Regions from separate parts of the Triticum aestivum genome. Here region 1 is linked to region 2. Evidence: chromatin contacts called from public Hi-C data. All regions are on one chromosome and are shown on one strand. The core of a region is the stretch at or near the end of the contact, and the rest is flanking DNA. Distances in the headings are between cores, read along the strand shown. Region 1 has its middle 19 kb from the start of LOC123181761. Region 2 holds the start of LOC123181757.

Region 1 (2,972 bases), core at 452-2,951, 370 kb after region 2:
TCGATGGTGGATGAGTCCAGTCCACTAGCGAAGAATGAGCCAAGCAAGTGAGTGTGGTTCTACCAACCAGACCAGGAGAGGACCAGGACCAGCCCCACCATGCATGCAGGTGCAGCAGATAGCTAGAGTAGCTCTGCTTTCTCCCCCAGGCGGCGCCGGAAATTAATTCCTCGGCTTTCTGACGTTGCATCCGTCATTAAAAAAAACTTTCATTCTATTTGTCTTAAATCATGGCAGTACAATTGTCTGTGGTTTTCAGGTCACGGATCATGGATGGAGTTGGACCCTGGCCAGACAATCCTAATTGCCCCTTCAGCATCTGAAATGTTCATAGTGATCTTTTTGGTTTGTTTTCAAGCAAAAGTTTAGCTCCCTTAAAAAAGAAATGGTATAGTTCCCTCCTGTTGTTTTTACGTGCTTGTTTACTTTGTCCGCGTGCATATCAGCCTCTTATGTATGGCTTTAACGCACTAACCACCTCAGAAGAAGCAAAGTGCACCAGCTCATGAACCAAAGCGGTTTTGCATCCATGTCTATGTGCTCATCAGTGGAGTGTACGTACGACTTCTGGATTCCTATATTGGAATTAGTGGTCCTAGCCTCAGGCTCTAGAATCTTCCGTGTGCATGTCTATACGCCTAGCAGCGGACACCTTTGCTTGCAGTTGCAGCCTACGGGGGCGGCGCACCGAGGTCCGAGGGCTTTGTATGTGAGCTGGAAACCAACGGCAGCACGGCGCCGCTTGGCATCTAATGTCCGTACTCGCGATTCTCACCTTTATATATCTATTCTGGAACAAGTTGGGTCGAAATATCCAAAATATATGTAGTGTTCTGGCCGTCATCGAATGTACTCCCCCGTCCTATAATGTGACATTGTAGTGTCAAGAAACGTTTTACTAGTGTCAAGAAACGTCTTACATTATGAGATGAAGGGAGTGCTTGTTTGTTTCTTGCTCGTGATGCATGGAGCAGAGATGTATGGTTTTGTGCTGTATGATTTGCTTCGATCGGGATGTTCACGCATGTCTAATCTAATCATTTAGGCCCCGCAAAGAGAATGTCTAATCATTTAGGTTGCGTTTGAGAATCAAGTCGCCGGCAGGCAACGTGCACTCGTGCTCTCCTCGATCGGCCATCAGACGGGCTCCGGTCTCGAGAACTATGTGATTTTTAGTGTCAAAAAAGAGCTTGAGAAGTATGTGAAAATTTGCCAATTCTAGATTGAATGGCATTCGATTTGTGCGAACTACCATTGCCTTGGACTCTAAGAAAAACATCACACCGTGCGCATGCATGTACTGTACGAGAGAGCGTCGCTTGCGGTGCCCAGTGCAGCTACGATATGCGCAGTGCTTGGTGACTCGTACACGCGACACCGGAAACGGAGTAAATATCTGATCTGTGCAAGTACAGGAGAACACCGGAGACGGAGTGCTACGGAAAACTCCCATCTGATCTGTGCAAGTAGCTTCTGTGGGATAGTAGGGATCTGGATCCTAAGAAGGAAAAGCCAACAAGATGGCATGGATCCACGTCGACCAACACGCGTGAGCCCACAGCGCTGCGCCCACTATATCGTCAGAATGACTAGGCAAGAAATTAAAGGACACAGCCGATGAGGCATTGAGATGAGTGGTGGTATCATAGCACTGGGTCCCGTCCCGTTCAGAGGTGCCTAGCAATCAGATCTGGCCTACATGATCAGGACACCTAGCTAGACTGGTTGGTGCTTGGCTAAAAATAGGGCACGGAAGGAGGCGACACATTCTAGACATTTCCAGTTCCACAAGCATTGATTTTCTTTTTTCTTTTTCTTTTTTTCTTTTTTGTGGCGGAGATGCAAGTTTCAATATCGACACTGACTGCCAATGGATTTGCCGAACCAGGAAACAAATTTGAGATTCCAGTGAGTGCAAGCACGAGCACATGTTTTCCCACTAAGAATTCACTGGATGTGTTAACCCAAATTTAATCTGTAATACACCTGCAGCCTGCAGGAATGAATGCATGTCCACGGCTTTCCGAAAGGATCCTTGATTCGTTTTCATCAACTATGTATTCATTAACGTTTCGTCAATTTCACAACTACGACTTCAAAACATCAGATCATTGATGTAGCTTGATCGTGCCATAAGTGTTTTCATACAAGTGCTTTCCAAGCTTTGCCCACCGAGTAGGCTTGACAAGGCACTATTGCTCAACAATTACAAACTTAGCTCAACCGCCAAAGCAGTTAGATAAACAGTTACAAACCTAGCTCAATCGCCAAAGCAGTTAGATAAAAACTTATTTGGGTATCTGGTGAGGCGACCGTATATATACTATTGCAATTACCTACTCTCTCTGTCCGAAAATAAGTGTTTCAACTTTGTAACTCTATTACAAAGTTTTACTAAGGTTGAAACACTTATTTTGGGACGGAGGGAGTATAAAAAAAATGCAAAAGTATTATAACCTTATTACATTAGTTAAAAACGATCACGTACCCTGTGTTAGTTAAGTGCTGATGTAGCTACAAACCATTGATTATTAGAGTTGTGGGTTTGTTGGTCTTGCTGCAGGAAGCTACAAAGTTGGTTGTAGCTTGTGTTGGCTGGAGGGCATCTAGCCGACGAGCTAACTGCTAAAGTGGTTCCTTCGAGAGATGTCCAGGACTTCTGTGAGAAACCATGGGCGAAATATGGACGTAATCACACTCTATTAGGATATAGCTACATAGTATGGACGTAACCCTCGGCTGTTTCTTATTACCAGCTTCTGCCAAAACACATGCAATGACGTCTAATGATTACCGGTGAAGAGGTGCAGGGTACGTGCATCTTCATTCGTTATATCATTCATCTGGGTAAATACATCCTCATTCATAACATCACAGAAACACATCAGTTCAAGATGGGATGATTGTTCTGTCTAGAATGTACAGTAATTCTCGAGAAGATGAAACACAAGACAGCAAAGGTTTCAAAAGTC
Region 2 (2,929 bases), core at 339-2,838:
TAAAAGCATGTATCGAGTTGCCAAATCCTCATGAACGGAAACATCACCAGGACCATATTCCAACCAATATTTAAAGGTTTTAGTTACCCTTCAATTAGGTTCATGTCATAGAGATGCGTTAGAGTTTGCCCTACACTGTTTGGATCCCTTTCTTATGCAATGTACATGAAAGATAACATAGTTGCCCACAATCAACCATACAATTGCCTAAATGCATCCATCGAGTTGCCCAATGCTCATGAACAGAAGCATCACCAGGACCATATTTCGACCAATATTTAAAGGTTTTAGATACCTTTCAAATAGGTTTGTGTCAACAACTCAAAGAAACTCAACTAAAAGTAACTTAGTACTGAATTATCCCCGTTCCGGGCGAGTGATGTGGTCTTGACCCAAGTAGGTATACTCATGAGGGACGTTTATAGTGACTCCGGTATGTGATAGCGTTATCTGACCTTGCCAGTGGCGCGGTCAATGACTAGTACGATGAGAAGGTCGCAATAGTTACCTCTATGGTCCGGACCGATGAAGAGTTGTGATATGATGTAGTAGAAGATGTACTCGTATGACGTACAAGTGGTTGCTAATCCCCGTTTCCTATGAACTTGCTTGATATAGACGCGGGCCAGGTGATGACGCGGTGCGCAACAGAGTGATGCCGTGGTTCCGAGGGGCGATGTTCACTTCATTTTTGAGGTAGTAGTGGTGGTCGTCGCAAGAGGTATGGGCAGTGTGCTGTAGTGATCATCGATTCATCGTAGAGGAGGTTGTGAGGGACACGATCTAGCATACGCCTCAAAAAGGAGGGACACGAGGGACGTAGTCTGGCATCGGGGCCGTTAGATTGGTCGGCCTGGCTCCCAGGCAACGGTGCCAATGAGCGATACGCTAGGTGACCAGACGGATCATTCGGCGAGGGGGCGTTCGGCACGGTACACTAGGCAGCAGGCGAACGAATCTGTTGATGAGGGTTTGGCGACCGGCGATGACACAACAAGCTAGGCAACACGAGCAGTTGCAGGTGTGTAAGAAAACGTAGCAAAGAAGCAAGTTAGCACACACGTGTGCTAGGCATCATTGAGCAGCTACTTTGCCATACACGTACTAGATGGCTTAGCTAGTGCCTGATGGATGGATGTGGATGGATGCATGCATGGCGGGTGAGGGTGCTGATTGTGACTCCTAGCAACGCGCGCATCACGCGGAGCAGTTCTGGCCGTTCTGTGAGGGAGGGTGCGCTCGAATCAACGAACCAGCGCAACGGCGCTCGGTAGCCGGGTCCTAGTTTAATTTACTGGTCAACAACACGATTGATTGCTCTTTTGACCACAATACAATTAAAGTTGTTCATGTACACGAGCATACACTCATTTCTATGAAGGCATGTACGTACATTCTACCCTTATAAGCACCTCTGAGAGACTGAACCAACATGGCATTTTGAGATTGATGAAGTGAGACGCCTCATAGTCGACACAAAAGTATCCTCTCACTAAACGAACATTGCCGAAAAGATTAAAATAATTTCGAAAAATACAAGCACCGATGCCTAAGTCTGAGACTTTAAACTGTGATGAGCTGACTATGCAATCACACCTCAATTGGAAAACCAACAAGCTGCCGTGGTGACTGTAAGCGAAGCACACGACTGCCTGTCCTTTCCCCAATAATGCGCGGCATCGCCTCCGCCGGAACGCTCCGCCCCGGGCCATCCGCAGCTGTCCGATCAAAATCCAACGCGGGAGACCGCCCCACCCTCCACCGACGACCCCTCATCCACCTCCGGCGATCGCCGGAACCCTCTCTGCCGTCCATCCGCCGCAGCCGCCGCCTCATGCCTCCTCTTACCGCGGCCTCCCGGGCCACCAGCAGCGGCGGCGACGCCTTCAGCGAGTTGGCCTCTGCCGCCGACTTCGCCGGCATCGCCTCTCCCGACGGCCTCATCTCCGTCATCGGCTTCGGCTCCCTTCTTTCCGGTTAGTTCCACCGCGCTCCCCGTCAGTAATAAACTCCGAGTCCAAACCATAGGCTCTAAGTTTCGAGGTCCCTGACGCCAGAGCGGAGCGCGAGGAGCACGTTCCCGGAGCTGGAGGGGTTCCGTGTGGCGGCGCTGCGAGGGTTCCGGCGCGTCTTCGCCCACGCCGCCCCCATCTTCTTCGAGCGCGGCATCGCCATTGAGGCCACTAAGGCAAGCATACTGTATGCATATCTTTATGATGCCCTTGTGGCCTTGTCAGTACTCGTGCTTCATCTTTGTGTACGCATAGTCCGTCTGGTTGCATTTCCTGTATAGTTCTGTTTGTGGCGTAGTGGTGTGTGACTCTACAAGGTGTGTAGTATTTCCAATTTTCCATAGGGACATGGATGGATTGCTCGGAGCTGTCATATGCAATTCTGCCTGAATGTTGTGATGTTTGGAATTCCTGGATGACCAAATAGTCAGGGTGATAGGGAATTGAGCTTCTCTGTGGTGTTCATTTTTCTGACATTCTTATAGGACACATTACATATTTCACCTCTTTCATAGCTGCGCTTGACTGTTGATTTTTGCTATGTTGAAAGATACAGAGGGAAAAGAGAAGTTCTCATTGTGGAGTTAGGGCATCTATCCAATCAAATAACCGCCACTGATATGAGCTAGATGCAATTTTGGAGATGACCGTATCACTTTTCTTTTTACAAACTTCTGAAAAAGATATTTTTTGCTTATCTTTAATATTGACTAATGCATGAAACTCGTTTTATATATAATTATTTACCTTTTATATTGACTAACATGTGATTTTTTTATATTGCTTAATGTTTCTCTTTTATATTCGTGGGATCAATTGACCATGTGAACGCAAACTACTTTTGATCCATTTGTGGAGTCCAAAAGGATGAAACCATCTCGCACTGAACAAAACTGAGGCATGGAAATATGTTTACG

What was found. A called contact is a pair of places that touch in the nucleus more often than the background predicts.
Region 1: a Hi-C map of leaf shows a contact between it and region 2, with 6 times the contacts expected there. The contact joins the enhancer-like site here to the promoter of LOC123181757 in region 2. A contact is called at or near these places in 3 of 5 Hi-C or Micro-C datasets (all in leaf).

Annotation. Positions count from the first base shown.
Region 1 is chr1D:320,685,195-320,688,166 of IWGSC CS RefSeq v2.1, forward strand. No RefSeq gene overlaps it. Among protein-coding and RNA genes, the nearest start is that of LOC123181761, 19 kb to the right of the region's middle. Within about 2 kb of position 1,702, at least 6 of the 8 cell types and tissues checked have an H3K27ac peak or open chromatin away from gene starts, as enhancers often do. A contact at or near this core is called in leaf, where this site is marked.
Region 2 is chr1D:320,310,570-320,313,498 of IWGSC CS RefSeq v2.1, forward strand. LOC123181757 reads left to right here and starts at 1,589. Exons shown (of 8, transcript XM_044594091.1): 1 at 1,589-1,976; 2 at 2,058-2,188. The coding sequence starts at 1,670.